2 separate regions of the Triticum aestivum genome follow, and region 2 is linked to region 1. A link is a contact called in public Hi-C data. All regions are on one chromosome and are shown on one strand. Each heading gives the region's core, a stretch centred on a gene start, on an enhancer-like site or on the middle of the called end of the contact. The rest is flanking DNA. Distances are from core to core; before and after follow the strand shown. Region 1 holds the start of LOC123082362 (chaperone protein ClpB1). Region 2 overlaps LOC123083935.

The links. A called contact is a pair of places that touch in the nucleus more often than the background predicts.
Region 2: a Hi-C map of leaf shows a contact between it and region 1, with 3 times the contacts expected there. The contact joins the enhancer-like site here to the promoter of LOC123082362 in region 1. A contact is called at or near these places in 3 of 5 Hi-C or Micro-C datasets (leaf and an unstated tissue) and 1 of 1 datasets of contacts at active chromatin or transcription factors (leaf).

What each region holds. Positions count from the first base shown.
Region 1 is chr4A:578,450,567-578,456,840 of IWGSC CS RefSeq v2.1, forward strand. LOC123082362 (chaperone protein ClpB1) reads right to left here and starts at 3,303. Exons shown (of 7, transcript XM_044504706.1): 1 at 2,912-3,303; 2 at 1,709-2,552; 3 at 1,228-1,394; 4 at 797-1,137; 5 at 408-687; 6 at 135-332; 7 at 1-11. The coding sequence starts at 2,549.
Region 2 is chr4A:578,773,182-578,779,455 of IWGSC CS RefSeq v2.1, forward strand. LOC123083935 reads right to left here. Exons shown (of 12, transcript XM_044505794.1): 9 at 5,079-5,218; 10 at 4,856-4,981; 11 at 4,642-4,768; 12 at 4,113-4,407. The coding sequence ends at 4,349. It also overlaps the pseudogene LOC123087104. Among protein-coding and RNA genes, the nearest start is that of LOC123087105, 5.4 kb to the left of the region's middle. Within about 2 kb of position 2,725, at least 2 of the 8 cell types and tissues checked have an H3K27ac peak or open chromatin away from gene starts, as enhancers often do.

The DNA.
Region 1 (6,274 bases), core at 2,053-4,552:
GCACCGTAGGTCTACAAGAGGTGTTGATGCATGGTTACCGAAACATACAAACATGCGGAGAAGAAACAATCTCCGGTCATATGCAAACACGAGGCTTTAAACATGTGATAATTTTGAACAGAAGATATACTTACTGGGTTGTATGATTCCGATAAGATGGTGTCCAACGCGGCATCACTAACAGAAAGAGAGATGCCCTTGGTAGCTACTCTGGCCATAATGCTCTTCATCTGGATTTTCATTATCTCCTTCAGTTTGTCGTGCGAAAGCGGCTCAAATATAACGATCTCACTCAGTCTGTTCAGAAGCTCAGGCTTGAAGTGCTTGCAAACCTATACGAACAAATACATACCATAATTAGCAATTGCTGTTGCAGCTTTCGCAGGGGCTGTCTGGGATTTACAGACCTGTTCCATGAGAAGTTCCCGTGTAGATTCGGTTGTGTTTTTTCTAGCCGTCTTTGATATTAGGTAATCAGATCCAAGATTTGAGGTCATGATGATGATGGTATTCTTGAAATCTACAGTCTGGCCTCTGCCATCAGTCAACCTGCCATCATCAAGGATTTGAAGAAAAATATTGAACACCGAGGGATCTGCCTTCTCCACCTCATCAAAAAGGATGACACTGTACGGGTTCCTCCTAACTTTCTCAGTCAGTTGTCCACCATCCTCATGGCCACGATAGCTTTAAAGATGTTAAAAGAGACCAGTCAGACTTCAGATTAAGACTAGGTACAATAAGATAATGAAATGCTAAGAAAATAAGAAAAGAGCACACAGTATGCGAATTAAACCTTGGAGGTGCTCCAACGAGACGCAACACAGAACTACTCCCGACATATTCAGACATGTCAAAGCGAACCAACATCTTCTCGCTATCAAATAGCTGCTCGGCAAGAGCTTTTGCGAGTTCTGTCTTTCCAACACCAGTTGAGCCCAAGAAGAGGAAAGAGCCTATGGGCTGGCCAGGATGATCAAGGCCAGCTCTAGAACGTAACACTGCATCTGCAACTAGGTTGACGGCTTCATCCTGGCCAACAACTCGCTCATGCAGTCTGTCCGCTAGGCAGATTAACTTATCCTTCTCCTCTTGATTAAGTGCGGTGACGGGAATTCCAGTCCATCGGCTCACAACCTTCAAATAACAACATAGGAACATTCATGGAAAGCATGACTCGTCGATCACAACAATAGACACAAATATCATTAAGAAAAGAATGCCTACTTGTGCGACATGATCTGGGGTGATAATTGCTTCCTTCCTTGCATTTGCAGAGCTACTTTTTTTAGTGTTCACTTCCGCCTTTTGGCGGTTAATCTGCCTCATCTTTTTGCTTGCAGTGGCGCATGCCTCGTCAATTAGATCAATTGCCTTGTCAGGAAACTGACGACCTGCAGTACAGATAGAAATAACATCCATCAATTTTCTCCAGCATATACATTCTTGCCGCTAATGGATGCATTGATGTACCCAATGCAACAAGGGTGCTCCAATGTGATTATCCTCTCCCTTGAATTGTACAGCACAACTTCATGTAAATAGCCTAAATTGGCAAGTAAGCCTCAACAAAGATGAACATCTGAATGTAACAAATTAAGATCATATATACTCCATCTTCTTCCCTTCCATTCTTTTTAATTATACTTCCTAAGTGACTAGGTGGGTGCACATCAATCAAAATGAGTAAAACTGATGGGTTCCTCACCGGTGATATAGCGGCCAGCAAGCTGTGCAGCAGCAACAAGAGCTGCATCCTGGATTTCCAAGCCATGGTGCCGTTCGTGCCGCTTCTTTAGCGCCTGCAGAATCTCAATGGTTGTGTCCATGCTCGGCTCCTCGACCTGCACCTTTTGGAACCGCCGCTCCAGTGCGGCATCCTTCTCGATGTACTTACGGTACTCATCGAAAGTTGTGGCACCCACGCAGCGGATACGGCCACGGGCCAATGCTGGCTTCAGCATGTTGGCAGCATCGTTGGCACTCTTCCTGGAGCGCCCGGCACCAAGAAGCATGTGCATCTCGTCGATGAACAGAATCACCTTGCCGTCCGCGGCCTCCACCTGCTTTATCACATCCTTCATGCGTCTCTCGAAGGAGCCACGCCACTTGGTCCCAGCCACCAATGCTCCGACGTCGAGCTCAATGACGCGCGCGCCGGCAAGAACGTCGGGGACCATCCTGGCGGCAATGCGTTGGGCGAGGGCCTCGGCGACGGCCGTCTTGCCTACCCCTGCAGCGCCGACGAGCGCGACGCAGTTCTTGGTCCGGCGGCAGAGGATGGAGACGACACGGTCAATCTCGTCGTCGCGGCCGATCACCGGATCGGTTTTTCCAGCCGATGCCGTCATGTCCCGGCCGAACTTCAGCAGGCACGCACGGCGTTGGTAGTACCTCCACGCTGCCGAGCCCACAGCAGCGGCTGCCCCAAGGCAGAGGACGGCTTTGGTGTCGCTAGACAGGTTTCCGCCCGAGCGCGGCACAGAGGCTCCCGACCGATCGAAGGCTGCACTCCTTGCCATGCTTGCCATGGCCCTGTCGAAATCCATAACCTGAACAAAGCAAAACACCGGATTGCTCCATACATTACATCTTGTCTACATGAAAGACCACAAGTACTACTTGTCTTACAGGGATTAAACTTTGTTTTTGCATGCGGTGTGGAGTTCTGAAACTGATTTAACCTAGCAGTGCTAGACGATATCAAGGTAGCGGGGGATTTGATGATAACCCCCCCCCCCCCCCCCCCAGTTCATGTCACTTTGATCATAACCCCCCCTTTGTGTCACTGACATGTGGGACCAGACCCCACATGTCAGTGACACAAAGGGGGGGTTATGATCAAAGTGACATGAACTGGGGGGTTATCATCAATTAGGATTTCGCAAAAATGAGGGACAGAAAGTTAAACCTTTTTTTTCAGAAAACAGAGGACTCCTGAGCGTAGCTGCTCCGATGATCGCCGCCGCTCGCAGCGATGTCCAGTCCGCCGCTGCTCGGCCCAATGCCCAGGACCCCTCGTCGACTCGGCTTGGTTAGGTGCGCGCAGGCGCCGTTCGAGTCCCCAATCCCCCGACGGGTGCTCCGCCGCTCAACGCCAGAAACCCTCGTCGCCTCGATCTGGGTAGGTGCGCACCGGCGCTGCCCCAGTTCCAATCCACCGGTGGGTGCTCCGCTGCTCACCGCTCACGCCCAGGAGCCCTCGTCGGCTCGACCTGGTCAGGTGCGCGCCGGTGGCGGCGCCGCTCGAGTCCCCGTCCCGTCTGCTCTCGCACGCACTTCCCTTTTTTTTCGATAACCAACACGCACGCACATGTCCAAGGGTAAAAGCACGCACTTTCGTGGGCTACCCTTCTAACTGGACCGTAAGGCTGGTAAAGGCCGGTTACGCAGGGCCAGCCCTATGTGTCGCTTATAGCGATATCTAGCGTGCTCTTGCGTCAGGCGCCTTCAAATGTGTATATAAAAAAAATGTTGACTATGTATCAAAAAAATGTCAGTGGGAGGGAGAGATGTCTTCATTAAATCCATAGCCCAGGCAGTGCCAGTATATTTCATTTCATGTTTTAAGCTACCCTGGGGTCTTTGTGAGCATGATTCGTAAATTTTGATGGGAATGCAAAGAAGGTTAGAGGAAACGTAGTTGGGTCTCGTGGAGTGTGATGGCTAGACCAAAGTTTTGTGGCGGACTTGGATTCTGAGATGTTGAGCTATTTAATCTTGCACTCTTAGCAGACAGGCGTGGCGGATCCTTACTGATCAAAACTCACTGAGCACAAGAATTTTGAAGGCAAAATACTTCTCGTTGTGTGACTTTCTGAAGGTCGAACTTGGCAGTGCACCATCACAGATTTGGCGAGTTATAGTGGAAGGGTGAGACACAATGACCCAGGGCCTAATTAGGCGCATAGGAGATGGTGAGGCCACTTAAATATGGAGCCATAACTGGCTCCCACGAGATTTTAACATGCTTCCAATTGTAAGTTTGGTCACTAATCTCCATTGTTAGTTTCTGGGTTGATCACAGGTAATGCCGAGTGGGACCACCAAAGAATTCCTGAGGTGTTTTTGCCAACATATGTCGAAGCAATCATGTCTATGCCGGGCCGCGGAGGAGGAGCAGCGCGAGGCCGAGGAAGAGGAGCGCGAGGCCGAGGAGAAGGCGCGCCAGGCCGCCGCTGCACAGGCGGCCGCACAGCCCCCCACGCCGGCACTTCCCATGTCAGCACTGCCTGCGCCCGACATGGCCGCGCTCTGAAACACAGCGTTCTCCTGGACCGGGCCAGCGCCGACGCTCATCGACCTCACGGACCCTGAGGACGACGACAACGACGCCTAAAGCAGCGCACTACCTCCTAGTTTAGGTTGTTTTTATTTTTTTAAATACAAATGTGGACGCGTGGACTCTCACTGGCCTTTGTGGCCGGCTTTATATTTAATTAATGTTGTTTTTCTTTTTTAATATGCATGCGTTTTTTTTTCTAACTCCATCAAAATGGGTCAGGCCAGCGTTGGGCGTACGTGCGCCTAAACGCGAAAACGGACATCCGTGTCCGTCTGGCCAATCCAAACGGACAAAAGCACCGTCCGTTTGGGTCAACCCGTTGAAGTTGCTCTGACTGTTTTCTTTAAATAAGAAATGTAGTACAAATGCAGAGCTTATACAATACACACGCACGGTCATTTCTTGTAAAACACATGCGCACATTTAGTCCAACCGATCGTCTTCCATCGGTATGCACCCTTCGCCGGTAGGCAAAACAAGAACTATGGTGCAGTGAAGTAGTGATGTAGCACGACCCACGCCCATGCCGGAGCCGTGAATACCAGACAAAGTGTACCACGCACGAGGCCGCAGCACTCTTGTCCCGTCCATACGTGATAGTACATGCATGGTGATGGTGATTGCTCGTACTCCTAGTCCTAGCTTAGGATGCTCGCGGTTGCGGTCCGACGGCGGAGTACGTACGTACTCCAACGTACTGGTGTCGCCGGGGGCTAAATTTCGTATTTTGATCCTTTTCTAAAACGTATTCGAGATTTGACGCTAGTTTGAAAAAAAATCGAGGTCTGACCCTTTTGCTATCGTCAGGGAACATGATGGTAAGGTATAACAGCCTACTGCTAGCCCGATTGGCGGTAGCGATGTTTCCTACCGCCAAAGTCCCTGTCGATAAGCTGTTAGACCCTACCGCCATGGACTCTGGCGGTAGCAAAATAGTCAGATTTTTTAAAAAATATTAAACTATGATCAAATTTTGAATAGGTTTCAAAAAAGAGTCAAAACACAAAAATTTGGGCACAGGCGCACGGCCGTAACCGCCCGTCCATCCGGGACCGGCATTGACCCGCGGCAGGCTCCGTGGCCCGTACCGTACCAGCCAAGTCAGCGCGTGAAGGGGCGCCAGCCAACCCAAGTCGCGCTTGGCAGGCGGCGCTCGTGGATGGGTCGGCCCGCCCAAATTGGCCAGGCATGGCGACCGGTGGCCGCCCCAATCTTCCGCGGTCTGCGGTCGCTGCCTCGTCGGAGCTGGACCTGGACGTCGCAACGCCACAACTCCGGAGTATGCTGACATGAAGAGAGATGTTGCTCCTGTCAACGCTGATCCAGCGGGATGCTGCTTCTGTCAACTTCAGCCGGCTATATCTCACCACAAATCAACTTTCAGGCTGCTCAAGCTGCTACTTTTACATGCTTGATGGCCCATTTAACCGCGTGTAAGCTATGGAATCACTATCTGGCTTGCACGTCGCCACGGATCGGTTCCGGCGCAATGCTGATGCAGTGGCAATATAGTACAGCATAACCTCTGTTCCTAAATATTAATTAAACTGACAAAACGTCATACATTTAGAAACTTTCTCGAGTGCAAAATCTCAGGCAACTTCTAAGTTTGGTATGAGCCAGGTCAAAAAAAGAGAGAGACAACATTGGCGCTTCATCATTAAGCAAGCAGTAGGAGTTCCAGTGGTGAGCTTGACCCGGACAATGGACTACGTATGTAAGTATTGTTTTTTAGCCACTGACACGGGAACAAGTCCCGGCCGCCACCAGCAGGCAGTTGGCCGATAGCCGGTAGCATCTCAGAATAGTTTTGTTTGGCCCCGTGCGCGGCGGCGGGATGCTCGGCCGACGACGACCGGCTGGGACGAGAGAAGCCAACAGCCCTGCAAGGCGCCGCGCGGCTCGGACGGACGGTCGCGCGACCCGGCTCGGCCACGGCGCCCGCCACGAATTTTCTAGCCTTTCCGCACGAGCAGAGGAAGAAGATCT
Region 2 (6,274 bases), core at 1,475-3,974, 320 kb after region 1:
CATGGTCAGCCTGTGATGCATAGATGGAGTCAACCAATACATGCATAGGGGTATCCAGACCTGGCCAAGTTTGAACCAAATATAAAGCATAAGGTACGATCCCATTAAAGTATGATCAACAAAGCCTAATCACCAAGCCAACAACTACAAGAAGAGAGCCATACCACATCTTCTAAGAGCCATGTTTGCTTCATCTTCAGGAAATCCCATGTCCACTAAGGACTTGATCTGCTTGTCCCACTGTGACATTTCTTCTAGGAAACCCTGCACAAAAGCACAGCAAAACAGAGATTAGAAAGCACTTTCTACATCTCACCGCCCATTTTGATGCCAACTAAGTAACTAGTAACTACATACTAGTAGTGAATGTAATTGTACAACATGATGCACAAGACCTGAAGAAAGGAGGGGGGGTTCAAAAGATTAATATTTAAGAGCTCGATTTGATGTCCTGCAATGCCGTTTCAGATGTATAATACAAGAGTTATTCTTGTGTGCATGAACTCAGTCCAGTACTTCATCTGCTTACTTGACACAGCTACCTAGACCAGCCATAAATGTGTTTGCAGCGTCATAAATAAGTGAAAACATATCTAGATAACACATAAATCATGAAAGTGGGTAATGCTTATGTAGCTAGTAATTTTCCATCCCTCTAGACACATTTCAACAGGTAAAATTACTCGATGGAAACAACTCATGGTCTCATACGTTAGATCATACCAGCTAATAAACAGATCAACAATGTTTCACATGTATATATAATTATATATCACAATCCACATAATCAAAGAATTTCCGGTTACCAAGCTGAAGATAAGTAAGTATCTACCTCGTCACCAGAACCATCAGAGTAAGGTTCCCTTTGGCCAGCATCAACAGCATCATCCCAGTCTTCAAAATCAAAAGCATCATCTTCTTCTTCTTCTTCTTCTTCTTCATCTTCAACGCGCTGGGGGATGCGGCGAGAAGTAGAGCAGCTACCCACTGAGTCGTCATTTTCCTGCATTTCACACAACCAATCTTAACATACCGTCCTTCCCGCCATGAAGCAAGAGGTCAACTCAGATATGGGAGCACATCAACAAATACCGTATATGCAAGAAGTAGTGACAGCAATGCACTTTCGTCCCTCTCCCCTGAAAGCAAAACAAAAGGTTAAAAACTGAAGGTGCAAAACATCAACAACACGAATGAAATGATCAAATGGAACTGACTACTACTACTTGTATTACCAATCTCTTTGGCGGCCTTCAGTACCATCTCTTTCGGGAAACCCATTTCTACATACATCCCAATTAACGAGGCAGAAGGAGCTGCCCCATTGGCCATCCCATCAGCGTCCTTTAGATCAGAAACAAACATCAGACTATGATCAAAATCATACCAAAACAATAACCTTATGCGAGCAATGACTAGCTCTTGTGCACTTGTGCTTAATTAAAGACACCCACTTCTATCACTTACCTGCCTCACCAGCGTGGACGGGCCAGGAGCATCAGTGTTTCTCGGGGCTGGATAAGACGAGACCCCAACGTGACCATCATTGTTCTCATCCAATTCGAATTCATCATTATCGCTAACCAAGTCCACTATCTGTAACATGAGTGACACCACAACTCAAACGCACAGAACAACAGCGAAAGCAAACCACCAGCAATGGAGAAGAGAAATAACGCGAGGGCATGCGACATCGCAAGTGAAGCCTTAAACAAGAAATTAGCACAGACACATTCGTTAGTATAAGTTCTAGAACGTGTTTAAATCGAAAGACAAACTGCGACCTTTTTCGATCCAACAGACCATTTACGACGTCCCACAGATGTCAAAATCGCGTGCACAGTTTATCGCATGCAATCGCAACCATAGCATCCACCGTCAAGAGCGGTTTCAAAGTAAAGACTGCTAAGGTGCTAACCATCACTAGACATGGAAACCTCGGCATGTAGCCGCATTTAAGAATGAATTTGCTTCCCTTGTCCAAGATCACATTTTGCAACTCCTAAAAGACATTACAGAAACCAAAGTCTCCAGATTGCAGGGGAAATTGCATTGCCTACAGCAAGATGGCAGCACATCTAACTACATGATGAAAAGGAAACCAACTACATTTCCAGTGTACTCTGTCTCTTCTCGGCTGTGACGACAAAGAATCGTTTCATGCAGAACATCTACAGAATCGAGGGGAGGAGAGGAGGGCTTTACCACCGCCATTGTTCCTGAACTGCCTGGAGAGCGAAATCACCCGGCCAAGTCCTATACAGCTCCCTCCCTGAGTCCCTGCGAACCAGGAAAAGCATTCAATTTTAGGGCGGCCGACGTACGGACGGACGGACGGGCACACGTCCCGCGAAATCCGCGGCCTCCCCGTTCCGCAGCGAAACCCTAGCCCACCAGACGGCCACGAGAGAGAGAGATGGGAGGAAGCCGGGGAGAGAGGCTGCTCACGTGCGATGATGCGACGGCGGCCGGCGTGGCTGGAGACGGCCGCGAGCGTGGACGGGGAGGGGGAGGAGGCGGCGGTGCCTGGACAGGAGGGCGCGGGCTCCGGGTCCGATGGCGCCGCCGGGGGTCTCCGGCGCGGAATGCGGGCGCCGATCGCCTCCTCGCCTCGTCGATGGCCCTCGGAGCGGCGGGGTGGAGCGGGGCGGAGGTGGCGGAGTAGGCGGAGAGGAGGCGGCGCCCCGACCAGGTCACAGCCAGACAAGAGGACTGGGGCGACGACACGAATCCACTCCACTTGTTGTAGCAGCTGGTGTTTCAGCTGGGCCTTCACTGAACTGGCCCATTGCTCGTTAAGGCCACCCCAGTCTTTTTATTTATTTATTTACTGTATTTAATGCAGTAATTTTTTTACTGCATTTAAGGACTCCCTTAGAAAGAATACTGTATTTAAGAAGATCACAAGTTGTCAAGGAACATAGATGAAGCCTCCCCGTATCTTCCCCTACTTAAACTCAGACTTTCCGAATACGTTTAACTTGAACCGGTTATGGATGGTGTTTTTCTTCCTCTTTAGTTAGGGCTATTAAAAAAAAGGATGCGAACAAAGCGAAGGGTAGAAGGAAATGCTATGGATTGCGGATGATAACCTTCAAAAATCCATAGATTATTTTGTGAAAAAGAAAGTGATAATTTCATTTTTATGATATACATTACAAAATTATTTTGTTTTATTCTCATGAATTCTTGCCGGTTCTTTTTTTGTGGAATTTTATGAATTTTAATTTCTTCCGCTAAAACTTCAAATGCCCAAAACCACCCTAGGAACTCCCCTCCAAAAGCATAAAATAAAGTGAAACAATTCATGGGTCTGAGGATTATTGTAGGATTATGATCAAAATAGCATCAGACAATACGAGATCATTTGTGTTCCATACTAAATAGGAAAAAATGGTAAATGCATTTCTCTTTTTTTCACATGATATAAATAGTCCTAGTGCTAGATAGACCGTGGCATTTTATTTTTTATATGTTTACTACATGCATGGTTTTGTATTTGCATATATTTTCCTGGAAAAACTGGGCTCAGGGTCGATGTTTTGGGAAGTTCTGGTTTATTATAAATTGTTGTGATAGGTTAGAGTTTAATTGGGACCCAGCACTGTTAGTTCATTCCAATTGAATATTTTCCTAATAATTATCCCTCCCTCCCTCCCTCTACATTTAACTTTAGGTGAGAATTGACATTCTTGTTACCCTATCCACCAGTTGCTTTGTCATTTTGTTGTTGATATGGTCTTGCTTGTTTCTCTTGTGCACTTTTGGGAAATGTTTGGTCAGTAGCCAAAAATTGGTATGCCAATATGTTGGCAAGCCTACCAACTTATTTTGCAAACATAAAACTTGTTTATTTTTGGCAACTTTTGGAGTTGGCTACCAACCAAGCATACCCTTGGTAGCTACCATTAGAGTCAAATCAAACAAAGAAAGCATAAGGAAATCCTATGAAAAGTCACAAATACTCACTAGTGATCTAAATACTCTTATATTTCTTTACGGAGGAAGTACTGTTCACTAGGCGACGTCTGGTTTGCAGTTCTGTGCGTAAAAACCAGTGTTTTCCCATGATGAAACCCATGGAACTGATGCAGAAAGAAGTTCCCAAGAACTAACAGAAAGAAACAGCAGGCACATGGCTCTTGATATTGCTAAATGAGGGATAAACGGTTACACCACTGTGCAGACTGATTAACGAAGTCATTGGCATTTTATTCTGGCAATAGAGCAGTTTCGATCGAAAGTAGCGACTAGCGACTGTCAAATTACATGATTTCCTCCTGGGTTTCCTCGGCTTCTGCATTCTGATGCTACTCAGTGTAACACTGTACATTGCAATGCGCGTATCTTACATAACGACACATCTAGCTGCTAGCCCTTTCTGCTCCACTCTCTGATCATCGTTGCCTGCAGAGAAAAATTAGAGTCGGTTTAGAATCGGTCGTCATATGCATGAAAAATTCGAAAATGAAAACTGCACTGGCTTCTAGAAATTAAGAACTCCTTGCAGCTGGAACTTCACAGCAGAGAATGGACTTTGTGGTTTGGCAAGCTACTCTTGGCAGGCAAGAATTTTGGTAAGTCAGATTGATTCATTCAAGTAGATCTCAGCCACACTGAATTAGTGAAAAGGACAACTACCTTCATGAGGCTGGTGGAGCCTGCGGTTCTGAGGGGTTGACATCTCCTTTTTAAGGCTGATGAGGATGTCTTCCATTGTATGTTCCCTTTTCCAGTTTCCAAGCATAGGAAATCGTCTTGGATCAACCTAGACAAATAGCTCACAGTAAGTACTAAGGTAAACATCACATCAACAACTTCACCACAGGTTGGGTTTTTTTTTTTGCACAAGTACCATTCCAGTTTCTTGATTCACACATGTCATATTGACCCTAGCCTGGAACCGGACAGTCGGTGGTTTGTCTGGATAATCTGTATCACAGAACAACTTCAATTGATAGATTCGTCCCTCGTGAACAGTCTGTGAGACAAAAATAAATAAGTGCAGTAATCAGCTGGCTCGAGCATAAGGAAGCAAAAAACAATTAATATCTACTCATGGGTATTCTACAACATACATTGGGTGGACCAATAATAGTTCCTGTCCAGGAGCGCATATATATGTCATCGGCATCATCCATCCCATAGCTCACAGTTCCATCACCAATGCCCTTCTCACCTCTCTCAAGTTCTTCCAAAAGTCTGAAGTTTCTGGGAACTGAAGTACAGATAACAGTTAGTACAACAGAAAATGCAATAAATTATTATGAGCAGCTCATTCAAGCAGAGTAAAACATGAATCCAGTAACATCATTTGAAATTCTAATGGTAGAAAATTAAGGAAAAGCATAATTCCCTAATTTATTGGGATACTTATAATAGTACACTTATAATTTTTAAAGATGTTTTCAATGTCATAAAATTGGAGTGTAGTAGCTAAGTTAACAGTTGCAGTATTAACATAAGCTATCCATTTAAATAGCAGAAAAGGGTGATGTTTAAGGGAAACAATGTTGTGTGCCTAGATTATAGACAACATATTGAAACAAAAGAGAAGAGTATAGAGCCACAACTCGCAGCATTAACCCTAGCATTGCACAAGACCTGCTTAATAACTGCAATCAAGCACAAGGAACAATATCTGGAGGTACTAAAGACGCACAACAAGCCAATACTTGTTTCAATATTGGCATATTTGCCTATGGCAGTATTCTTCTCATAAGAGGTTATTCAAGTTGTAAACAGGTTGCAGATGGTCCATGTTGTTTAGAAGACTAGTGTCTTGCCCCATGAATGGAGATTAATGACCGCGTACAAAATCGGCTATAAGTTACAAGTGAATGTTAGTTGTCAAGTCTTTCAATTTTCAAGATTGGCTTGACAGGTGTGACTGTCCTAGCTAAAGCATCTAGTATAAACTGACTTATTGGCCTTTAACTTGTAGCGCCCAAAAGGCAAGGCTCTTAGTAGACAGGGCCTTTCGGTATATCGGTATATCAAATAAAATCCCGAGGAGCCCGATCTGTTAAGCAGCGTCGACTTTAAGTATTTAGTTCTTCAATGGCAGGATATACTCTTAATAGATGGATAGCTCTTCACAAGTTGTGCCTTTGGAAGACAAGTATGGGTTATGGTTTCATCCTGGCAAAATCAGCCGTTCGTCCCATTACTGTGATCACATGCTAGGGTTGGTAATGGTTCAATCATTGAGTGAGGGTAGGCTTGCTATATCGAGGAGGAAGAGAGATAGAAGAGAGGGGCTAGGATCAGATCT